Regions from separate parts of the Sus scrofa genome. Here region 1 is linked to region 2. The links are chromatin contacts, called in public Hi-C maps. All regions are on one chromosome and are shown on one strand. The core of a region is the stretch at or near the end of the contact, and the rest is flanking DNA. Distances in the headings are between cores, read along the strand shown.

Region 1 (6,082 bases), core at 1,162-3,661, 190 kb before region 2:
CCCAGCTCATACCCATCCCTCGCACCAAGCCAAACACCTGCTTCCTCCAGGAAGGCCTCCCTGACTGCCTGGGCCCTTCTCGGTCTGTGCCCCTGGCGTTCCCCACACTGTAACCGCTGGACCACAAGTGTTCCTTCTCCCATGAAGCCCACAGTGCCTTCATGTGGCTGAGCCACAGCAGGTGTCGATAAATGATGCCGAGGCAAATTTGATTTAGAGCAGAGCTGGGAGAACCAGGAGTGGGAGGCAAGGAACGGCAAGGCCACGGGCTCCCAACTGCTGAGCTAAAAGTGGAAAGTACACTCACAGCCGCGGAGGCTTGGCCTTCTTCCTTCTCTCTCCATCTGTTTTGCAAGGAAGGGAGCAGAGAGAGGCCACAGCACATGTTACTCACTTGCTGGAGTCACGGGTTGTGGCATTTGGGGACAGGGTCAGGGAAGGAGGCGGCCTTCCCGTCCCTAGGAACGGCCTCTCCCACTCCCCCGCTCATCTGGGCCCCAAACTCAGGGCACTCCTCACCCCTCACCCGCACATCCAGCCCGCAGGAAGTCCAGCCAAGTCTTTCTCCAACACATTCTCAAACCCATCCACTTCTGTCCCTCCAGCAGATGGTGCCTTGTCCAGGCCATCGTCTTCACCCCCCTGGACCCCTGCAACAGCCTCCTCTCTTGTCGTGCTGCTCCCCTTCTGTTCCCTCTCATCCGCTCCAGCCAGACTGATGTTGCAAAATGTTGGTTGCACGACTTCCCTGCTTAAAGCCTTTCAAAGGTGTCCCCACCGCTCTTTGAATAAAATCCAGGCTCCTGGCCCTGGCCTTCCAGACCCTTCCAATGAGCCCCTGCACCAGCCTCACACCTCCTGCTTCTCCTGCTGCCTCCTCCTCACTCCCTGCGCTACAGCCACATCAGCCCCAGGCAAGACCGCCCTCTCCCCTCCCGGTCTTTCATCTCTGGCTCTTCCTCCACCAGGAACCCCTCCCCATGACTCTGCCTCTGGCCGCTCATTGACCTGTCATTCAGGAGCACACTGCCAGGTGCTGGCCAGCACTGGCTGGATGACCGAGGGATTGGTTGTTAGAGATATTGTCAGCTCTGGGGCGCTTCAAAAGGAAGGCTCACCAGCCCCAAGGCAGCCCAGAGGGGACTGCTTCCAACCCTAATCAGAGGCTGCGTTTTTTATCCCTCCTGGTAGGAGACACAGACCACTCTGGGTTCCCAGAAGAGCAGGGATTCCCCCAGCCCATGCCCGGAGGAGGCTGAGGTCCGTCCCTCATGCCTGGGTGGGCATTGGGAAGGCTCAGCAGGGAGGCCGGGGCTGTCGTTCACATCACCGGGGGTGGTGCCCTGGGACCTGTTAGGTACACAGTCTACAGGGTCACGTGCAGCACCCCGTGCAAGTTACTGCTGGAGACTGCTTCTCAGGGGAGCTGCAAAAGAAACCAGTGACGGCTTGGTGCTGGAGGAGAAGTCAGGGAGGAAAGGCAATGCGTGGCCACGTTCAGGTCTTCACACAATGGTTTCTGCAGGGACAGCTTTATTTCATGCTTGTTTTGCTACAAAGATCTCTGGTTAAGGTACTAAATCTTAAGTGATCGGCAAAAGGCAAAATGACAGTATCTGACCCCATCTTCCCTTCCATCCTGTGGGAAACCGAACTCAGAGACCAGCACCTCCCTTGCAGACACTGGGGCGACCTCACGAGAGGAGAGGTGTAAAGCCCCCAGCACAGTGTCCGTCACAGGTCTTGTCGTGGGTTGTATGGACAGGGATGGGGATGTTGGAACAAGGTGACCTTTCCGGCACCTCTAAAATGATACTGCACAGAGAAAGAATTAGCAGAAAGTCCAGAAAAGGGGGAAATGACAGTAATGCTTCTCGATATGCTTCTAATTTGGAGATCCTGGCAGAAGGCTGGGAGACAGCGTGGCAGGGTGAGTGGAGCCCTGACCCAGAGCCAGGAGCCGGGGTCAAGCTGCTGCTCTGTCACAGCCTCAGGGGCCCTCTGCCATCTCCCTCGGCCTCCATGTCCCCTCTGCCCATGAAGGGGCCAAGGGGAGAGCCCCCCAGCCCGGCTCCCGCCAGCACAGCAAGTCTGGGATTCTATTTAAGAACGCGCAGCCCATCTGGTTCCCATTGAGCAGGCTGCGTTTTCTCAAGTGCCGCCCCCCCCCCTTGCAATCCAGATTCCCACCATGTGACCCCATCTTCTCCCAATGGTGTTCTGTTTTATGGCTTGTTGTTCTGCGTGCGTGATTTGAGTTTGGGGACTTTTTTTTGATCCCCCCCACACACAGACTTCCCTCCCTCTTCCAGAAAACGTGGAGCCTGAACTTTTGACTGCCTGCAACCCTCAGGGGGATGGTGATGAGGACAGAGGGCAGGAGGAGATGGATGTCTCCGCCTGTCTCCTACTGCCGATTTCTCCGTTGCTTCATTTGTTTCTTCTCTGTTTGAAGCGCTGCTCCTGATGGCCCCTCACATGAATCAGTCGAGAGCTGAGGCCAGAAAGGAGGCTGGAGAGAAGGGATGGGTTCAGTTCAACAGTTCAAGCCACATTTATGGAGCTGCCCAGGCCTGTGCGTGCTGGAGCTGCAGAGGGGAGGGCCGGCTCGGGGCCCGAGACCGCCACACACTGGTGGGAGAGGCACGGAAATCACCCCGAGAGGGGCTGAGCGCTCCCACGCGGTTGTTCCCAGGACCCCAGGGCGAGACTAGAGAAGACCAGGAGCTTCTCTGTGGCCGGGAGGGCCCGAGAGAAGGCTTTCCAGAGGATGTGCTGCCCAGTCATTGGTTCACTGAGTCATCCCACAGCTAATGATGAGCCCCCTTGTAGGTGCCAGGCCTGGTGCTGGGTACACTGTGTAGAGCGCAGTGAGCAAAACGAATGTGGTCCCCACACCCACGGACGGAATCCAGTCTCTAGGAAAAGAAAGGCACTGAACACATGTTAGGAAACATTTATATATACATATGTAGTTATAAAGTGTGAAAATGCTCACAGCATTTATAAAGGGGTCACGTTTAAATGAGCTGATCCTTAAGGGAGTGGCATTTAAGCGAGACGTGAAATGGTAGTGTTAGCAGGCAAAGTGGGCCCCTGACAGGGGCAAGTATATGTCTCTCGGGGTGCTGACGCCTAAAGGAGCTGCAGTCCTCGAAGCGGCTCAAAGAAGGGCCAATCGGCAGGAATGTGGGGGTGCGATGCGGCGAGCGAGAGGCGAGCCAGGAGAGGCAGGCTGGGGCCAGTCCATCTGGGCCATGGTGAGGCTAGGAGTCATTCCGAGGTCAAGTTTAGGGGTCGGTCTGAAACTGGGCTTAGTGCTCCAGCACCAGAGCAAGAGGCTGCGCTCCAGCTGTGGCCAGGGTTAGATGTTTGATGCCAGAATTAGGGGTTGGTCTGTGGCCAGGGTTAAAATCAGTCTGAATCCAGGGCCCGAGTCATTCTGAGGTCAAGTTTAGGGGTCAGCCTGAGGACAGTATTAAGATCAGTCATCCGTTAAATATTCACTGAGCGTCTCCCTGGCCAGCTCCCGAGGAGTACAGTGATGGGCTTGACAGCATCGCTTGTCTTCCTGGAACTTGGAGTTGAACGGGAAAGACAGTCAAGAAAGAATCGCCTGATCCTGGGTTCATTAATTACCACTGCACTGAGCGCTACAGAAGAGAACACTAGGTGCCTGGAGACCTTGGGTGAGGTGTCCTCAGATTATTATGGCCACGGAGCAAATGACTCCACACCTCTGCTGCAAACAACCCTCCGTTATGCTCAGAGAATCAGTGGGTTGGGAACTGGAAAGGCACGGTGGGCATGGCTAGTCTGCTCCACACTGCCTGGGGTTCGGCTGGGCAGAGCCCAAGGCTGGGAATGGCTCTATAGCCGGGAACTGGAATCATCCGAAAGCTCCTCTGTCACACATCTGGCACCTGGGCCATGACCGATGGCCAGAGTACCTGCATGTGTGCTCTGCATGGGGCTTGGCTTCCTCAGAGTATGGCGGCTGGTCTAAGGTGTCCAGGACCTCTTCCGAGTTATAGGAAGCAGGCAGAAGCTGCACTGCCGTCTCTGACCCAGGCTCTGAAGCATCACCGGAAGCATGTGATGCCTCACTGTGCTCTGTTGTTCAAGCAATCAAGGGAAGGGGAAGAAACCAGAAACGAGGGAAGGGGAATTAGATGCCACCCTCCGTGGGGCAAGACACAGGAGTCCGTGGGAGGATGAGGAACGGAGAAGCTCGACATGGACCAGATTCCAAGCACTTGCTCTCCTGCACAGCAGAGGCCTGAGAGTTTCGTGGATCTCACGGTTACAGGGCAGAACAGGTGGATCAGAGATATTTGGAAATCTGTAGAAAATGCCATCCGCCGACGATACCAGCAGGGGGCAGGTCAGATTGGGCTGTGCTTTTGGGCTTCCTGAACAGCATTGAGAGAGAAGGGAAGAGAGTTTGCTTTTGGAAGGCACAGCAGCCTCTGGCTCAGTGGGAGCCAATCAATGCGTTAGGCAGCCCCAAGCCCGCAGGACACAGGAGTCGATGGGAGGTGGGAGTCGGTGGGAGGATGAGGAACGGAGAAGCTCGACATGGACCAGATTCCAAGTACTTGCTCCCCTGCACAGCAGAGGCCTGAGAGTTTTGTGGATCTCAGCGCTAGTGCTTTACTCCAACATCCGGTTTCCCTTTATGAGACAGGGGTTAAATTCTCCTGATCTGGGCGGATCAGAGGCCAGGCATACTCCAAATTGATTTGGGGTTCCCTGAAGCTCCAGGAACCCTCAGGCAGGCGTAACTTTGATGGGAGGCCATATTTTAAAAACTTTTGGTGCCTCACAGATGGTCATTGTTAATAACATGTTGCTGATGGAATTAGACGGTTTGTGAATCAAATTCCATATGAAATACACCAGGAATTCCTGGCCTTAATGGAGTCCTAAACGGAAGAGTAGTTTGTAAAGTGGAGAATTTCTCCAACTGTAGTTTTTTGTTATGTTTTGTTTTGTTTGTTGTTTTCTTTCTCTTTCTTTTTTTTTTTTTTTATAATGCAGAATTGGTGTCAGCCTCTATTGGTGACTCTCTTCCCTGGCTCCGTTTCCTTTGCTCACTTTGGTCTTTCACTGCCATCTGGAGCTTTGCCTCCTGTCCTGGGGGGATGAGAGGAAAAGAAACGGGTTCCAACAGCAGCAAGGATTGAAATCAGAAGTGGACAGAGCCTGAGTTACGTGGGTCTCTGGGAAAAATGAAAACAGCTGGAGCAGGCACCGACCTGAAGTCTGTGAGGATGAAATCTGGGCAACACTGCTTCAGGGGCTCCCACGTGTGGCGTGCAAAGGGCCTCACAAAGGAGCCCTGGGCGCTGGTCATGGTTGCACTGCTAACTCCCTGAGCGTCTTGGCGCCTGATTCTGCGCCTCCGTGGCCCACCCCAGCGGAGTCACTGCTGAAATCCATTCCTCAGCTCTTGGGCCCTGATCCCAACAGCACCCGCCCCACCCACCTCCACCCCTGCACAGTGGCTGGAGCTCTGCACTATTCTGGCCATGACCCCTTCCTCGCTGACCTTGGGAAACTCCCTGAACTTGGCCCCCGGGGCTGGGGTCAGGCGGGAAGTATGGCCCAGATGACCTCATGCTGGGCCCCTGCCCTGCTGTTCATCCATTCATCCCTTGCAGGCAGCACGGTGACTCACCTCAGGGGGAGAAAGCCAAGGCCATTTGAAAACTGAAAGCCCTATGGGGCCCTTTCCATCCAAGGGCTTCGAGAACAGGCTGTTGGCAGCTCTGAGCTCTTTCCTTTCCCAGGGACATAGAGTAAAAGGCTAGATGTGTCCCAGCCAGGGCTGCTGTTCCCCAGGGGCAGGTAGACCTTCCCGCCTCCCCCCTCCCTCCTCTCTGAGCCAAGACCTCAACACTCTAGCCTGGCTGTGTAGTAGGGACTGGACCCCTTGTCCTCTCTGGGTCTGTCTCTGCAACTCTAAGCTACAACCCCTCTGTGCTAACTCAGTCCATCCCCGCCCTTCCTCTCCAACCAGACCATCTTAGTCTGCGCCCCCGCCCCAGTCCCATGCATCTTAATCTTGGGAAGTTTTCAT
Region 2 (5,682 bases), core at 368-2,867:
AAGCTGAGACACTTCGGTCTCAGGCTTCTCATTTTCCTTGAGTTACCTCCTTCCTCCCCCACCACAAAATACACACACTTTCTCGGACCGTAGACCGCGGCAATTGTACCTGGCGTGGCTGGTGACACGGCGGGAACACAGCCTGGGCCTTAAGGGGGCAATTCTGTCTGCCACTGGCCCTCTCTTTTTCTCCCTGACTCTGTGTTGGGGTCCCAGTGACACTGACAAAGCCCGAGAAGTCGACGGTGACTGGGCCTGAAGCGCGAAGGATGGGAGCGGGGCGAAAGCGGCTCACGACTGGACACCCCCTCCGGCTCGCGCTGCGCGGGGAGCCCTGGGCACGCTCCACGTACCCCTGTGAGTCGCTCGCGACTGGAAAAAGTCGGTCTTCGGAGCCCTCTCGGGTCCGGGAACCTCTCTTACCAGCCCTCTGAACCTGCTCGCCTGGCGCCTGCAGGCTCCCAACCGCGCCGAAGGCGGGCAAGGGAAGCCCAGGCGGCTCGGGCGGAGAGGAGGGAAGGGGCGGGGCGGGGACCGGTGCCTTCAGGCTCCCGGCGCCCCCTGGCCGGTCCGCGGCTCCATCCGCCGGGTGCTCGCCGCTAGCGGACCCTGGAGAGCAATGGAGCGATTGCGCCCTTACCTGTAGCAGCCAGTGGCCGGTCTCTCCGATGAGCGGGAAGCCCATGGAACCCTTGGGGATGGGCAGCTTGCAGCTCTTGTCTCGGGTGGCAGCCCAGCGCAGCTGCCACAGCTGCTGCGACACCGCCAACAGCAGCGTCACCGACACCAGGCACGCGGCGAGGGTGGCCAGCGCCGACACCAGCTCCAAGCCTTCAAAGAGCATGTTGGCGGCCGCTCGGGGGATTGGCTGTGCGGGCCGCGGCGGGGGAGGGGAGGGCCGGACGAGAAGGGACGGAGCGGCGGGGGAGGGGAGGCTGCGGCCAGGGGTCCTGGCACCTCCAGCCGAAACAGAGAAGGAGCGAGGGGCCGAGGGAAGGGAAGTGGAGGCTGCGAGGGGAGCGGAGAGACCGGGGGAAATCGCCTAAAAGAAGAGAGAGAGGAGACACGAGGCGACTCGGAGTGTAACTTTGTTTGTTTGTTTGTTTGTTCCCTTATAGCGGGCTTAGGGGCTGCTCGAGGGGTAGTGAGATGAAGCTGTGAATCAAGCTGGTGGATTAGCTCTCCCCGCAACCATCACACTCGGAAAACTTTGGAAAACTTTGTCCAGCAGGAGCCTCTCTCGTAAGCCCCTTCCCCTGCTCGGAAAAAAAAAAGAAGAAGAAGAAGGGGGGACAGAGAACTAGCGGAGAGAAAGTGCGATCGATTTGTCAAAAGTTTTCCCCTCAAATTCCTAGCTTAAAAAAGGAAGAAAAAAAAATTCTGAATCCCCAAATTCCAACGAACCCAGAAACTTTGGGTGCGAGGGGGAAGGCTCCCCGTCTGAGGCGAGAGGAGTGGCCGAGCCCAGCGCCCCTGGGCTGCCCCGGGCGGCGCGCAGGAGCCCCAGAGTCGCTGCTGCACCCCCGAGGCGGGCGCGGCGGGCGAGGTGGCGCGGCGGGCGCGGGTGCGGAGCCGGCGGACCGCGGCCAGACGGGACGCAGCCGGCGACAGAGCCCCGGGCGGGCGCTGGGGCGGCGGAGGCGGCGGCGGCGGCGGGCGGGAGGGGTGAGGCGGGGTGGGGTTGGGGGAGGAGGTGAAAACCGGAGCTGGGCTATTGTATCAATTAAGAAAAGGCAGTCCGTCCCGGGACGCAGTCTCTCGGCTCTGGAGTTGCTGCTGGGGGAAGAAAGGGTGGGGGGAGAAAGGAAGGCAAAAGGAATGAAAGAGGAGGAAAAGCAGGAGGCAGGATTTCAGGGTTGATGGTTTTAAAAGCTTCTCTCAATTTGAATTTGTCTGGAAAGCCAGGCGATGCGTGTGTTTATATAGAGGCGGGAGGCTGCGCCGTGGGCGCTCCGCCAACCCCCCACCCCCCCACCCCCCTGCGCCGGAGGCGTGGTGAGAGGCCGGCGGCCGGAGCGTGTGAGCGCCCGCCGGCCTCCCGCCCCGCCCCGGCCGCCCGCCGCCCGCCGCCCGCCGCCTGCCCCGGACCCACTTGTAGCCGCAGCAGGATCAAACTCAGTTCACCTCTCGCCTTCTCTTCCTTCTTGCCGGCGTCTCGCTGAGCCCGGCACCTACAGACGGACAAGATGAGACACACACACACACACACACACACACACACACACACACACGGTGCGCACTCGCACGGTGCCCGCTTGGCTGCTAGGATACTTCCCTCCTTCTTTTCCTCCTTCCCGGGGCCCCGGACTCCTTCTCCCACCCCAGGCAGTCCCGAGTGGGCTGTCGCCCCAGCAGCGCAGGTCTTGGCCGGACTACCCCTCTACTGTGGGGCGCCAAAAGCCCCTGAACCTGTGCTTAGGGACCCCTGCTCCTATCCCGAGGAACCCCGCTGGCTCCTATCTCCCTGGACCCCTTCATCCTCTCCTTTGCCACTCCCAGCCCCTCCTAGCTGGGGTCCCCCATCCTGGATCCGGACATCTCCAAACTTCAGAGGCCAAGGTTCCTTCCCCCTCCATACATCTTTTCTCTTACACTGCAGGACCCCGAAGTTCCCCTCTCCCCATCCACGTTCCGGGCAGCTGACGTTGCAGCCTTCCTCTCAGATACTTCGAGACCCCCTAACTTTGTAGTTCCCTCAGACCCCCGCAGCGTCAGAGGAACCCCGATGCTGGTCCCAGTGACTGTCCCACGCAGAGGACAAATGCGGCGGCCCGGGCACCCGGAGGCGGGAGGAGTTGGGTACAAACGTTCATTGATGAATTAGTAAATAAACATGCCGGGTGAGCTCTGCCACCCTCTCCCAGCCGGCCGCTCAGGGCCCAGAGCGCGTGCCTGTGCGAGATGTGCGTGTGGCCCGGGGCCGCACCTGTGTGCGCGCGCGCGTGTGTCCCCGGGTCGGCCCGACGTCTGTGGAGCTGTGTGGTATGTCTGCGGGTTTGGGTGTTCTCTTTGGTGCTCTGCGTGTGTCTGTGCATCGTGCACCCGTCTGTCATCCGGCCTCTCCTCCTGCATGTCTGTGATACACGGAGTTACGCGTGCCGCGTGCCAGCCCCGACATTGTCTAGCTTGAGCCTGGCTCGCCCTCTCCCGCGCGTCGTTTCCCTCAGCCGGCCCCCTTTCTCCGTCGTTCACTCTCACACTTGCAGAGCAGAAGACCTAACCTTTAGTTAGGATGGTATGTGTGTAAACGAAACTAGATTCCCCTTTTAACAGCTCCCCTGCACCCGATACGAGTTCTACTTTAGAATCCACCAGAAAAGAATGTGTGCGAGTATCGGGTGAGCATCGGCGTTATCCCTCCCTGTGTGAGCGCTTCCGAGGTTGATGTGGCGGGCGGAGGTTTAAGAGCTGGTCTCTTGCTTGAGCGCTGGGTCATCTCTCCTCTCACTCTCTGCCCTGGAACCCCACCTGGTGGACAGTTGTAGCACTACAGGTTTAGGGGGAAGCAATTCCTGCTCCCCCTTCCCTCCTCTCGGTTCACAATGGAAGATCACCCCTAAAGGGCCCCCGCTTGTAGGCTCCTAAGTGGCCCCACTCCTGTCTCAGTGCCCTCAGACTTCCGCCCCATGCGGCTTGGGGCTCAGACACTCATAAAGTCCGGATCAGGACCACTCTGACTCCAGAAATAGAGACCTGGGGCACATCCTCACAACAGGGAGGTTTACAGGACTGTCAACTCTGGACTGGGTACCCAGGAACCCTGAAACCAAAACCACACCATTCCCTGTGTGGGGGGTGGGTAGGTGAAGCTGGACAAGAATGGTGCTGGAGGAGATTGTTGAGGCTCTGCCGTTTTGAAGCTCCCTAAGAGTCTAGCTTGACCCGCAGACACCGCACTCTCCAGAGGTGGCAAAATAGGGGGCAGATGACCCTGAGGAACCCACCTGTGAAGACAGCAACCTCTGGAAGAATGGGAACACAGCCTTATAGAAATGCAAATAGATAACAGAGGCAAAACTGAGCACACAAATGGATACACGTGCGCACACACGGAGGCACAGGCACATACGCTTAGAGAATCACTGTCAATGAATTCATGCAATACCTGCCTCCAACCTCAACAAGAGACCACAGGAGGTGTCTGTTCTGCAGGAATCACAGTCCAAGAAATCACCGCAAACCCATTGCCTTCCCTTCCCCTGCTCCTGCCTCACCATTGGTTTTGGGACACTTCATCCTTTCCTCCTGTTCAGGTGGAAGTTGGGAAGGGTCATAGGGGAATCAATCTGAGTCCTCAGTGGCCAGCCACCAAGTGGGGTCCTGGGGAATGACCAGAGGGACAGCGTGGCTTCACAGCAATAGTCGCTGGATTTCCCAATTGGAACCATCTCTCTGCTCAAATCCCAAAGAGTACTTAGGAAAAAAAGAAGAAAAGCCATGGTGTTACAATTCTCTAAAGCTTGCCAGAGGTGCTGGAAGGAGTAGGACTCCTGGGGCTGGGGAACAGCCCCGCTAAGAGCCAGGCTAGGACAGAGGGGGGTCCACTGTGTTCACCAGTCAGAGTCCATCTGAGGACATTTCTTCATCCACTTCAAATGGACTTCAGAAGGACCCTGGCCCCAGACCAAGCCCTGATCTAGACCTCAGTCTGACCCCAAACCCTGACCTAAAACAGAGCCCCAAGCCCAACCTCAGATTGATGCTTAATCCCAGTCATGGCGTGACCCTGTCCCTGACTCCAGACTGAACCCCGGTCCTCTCAAGCATCACTCAACCCTGCCTTTGGTGAGAGGAGTACAGCTGGCCCATACTCCTTTGTGGACTGCCTCAAAGATGGGGTGATGGGGTACAGCTCAACCCATGAGGCTCTGGGAGCAGGATAGGACTTGAGCTACCACCCAAGTGCTCTGGAGCCTTGGTTCACGGTCTGCCTCCCACGTTCCCGAAGCCTGATAATCACCTTGAAATCAGTCGGAGCAGACTGGGGGATCAGTCGTGGGGATGCTGGTTCAAGGGGGGTTCTGCCTCGATGGACTTTGCAAGGCTTGGCAGAGGGGCTGGGAGCATACGGATGGCAGGCATCAGACACTCTTGGGATATACAGACCGGGGGCAAGGCACAGCTTCTGTACCCTCTTCCAGGGCAAATCTGGGGCAAAGCTCCCCAGGAGTGCCCTGGCCTTTCTATGGCCAAAGGAACAAGACATTGCATATTTCACAACCCTTCCCTGTGTCAGCCCTGTCAAGCCCACAGATCTCTTATCGACACACAGCCCTGTAAAATTACACTATTTTTAGTTATTAGATTTACATATCACTATTTGTACGGATGACAAAACTGAGGCCCAGAGCCCCCTGCCCCTTCCCCATCGCACTGCCCCACCCCCATCCCCACACGCTGCCCCAGGAAACACGAGGTCCTGTCCCACATGGCGGCTGCCCCTTTGTTTCCACGCTTCTGACCATTCCGGCTGACAACGGAGAGAGTTGTTAGTTTTGCACGTAATTTTGCCTAGTTTGGGCCCCAAGTTATTAATTTTTTTCATTGACACTTATTTACTTTCTTTTCCCTAAAACAACCTCTGCTACCTCCAACCAGAGCCAAATGGAAAGGGAAAAAAGCCCAGGATAAAGATCGGAGTGGCCAGGGCCCAGAGCAGAGACCCGGAGGCTGCGGGCAGGC

Evidence for each region. Hi-C and Micro-C count contacts between places; a contact is called where the count stands out from the background.
Region 1: a contact with region 2 is called in a Hi-C map of subcutaneous adipose tissue, with 3 times the contacts expected there. A contact is called at or near these places in 4 of 5 promoter capture datasets (fetal liver, fetal skeletal muscle and liver), 14 of 47 Hi-C or Micro-C datasets (alveolar macrophages, brain, embryonic fibroblasts and 7 more) and 1 of 2 datasets of targeted methods (skeletal muscle).

Annotation. Positions count from the first base shown.
Region 1 is chr3:70,758,525-70,764,606 of Sscrofa11.1, reverse strand. No RefSeq gene overlaps it. Among named protein-coding and RNA genes, the nearest start is that of DYSF, 480 kb to the left of the region's middle.
Region 2 is chr3:70,569,486-70,575,167 of Sscrofa11.1, reverse strand. It overlaps LOC100521659 (cytochrome P450 26B1), which reads right to left and starts at 1,617. Exons shown (of 6, transcript XM_003125033.5): 1 at 641-1,617. The coding sequence starts at 844.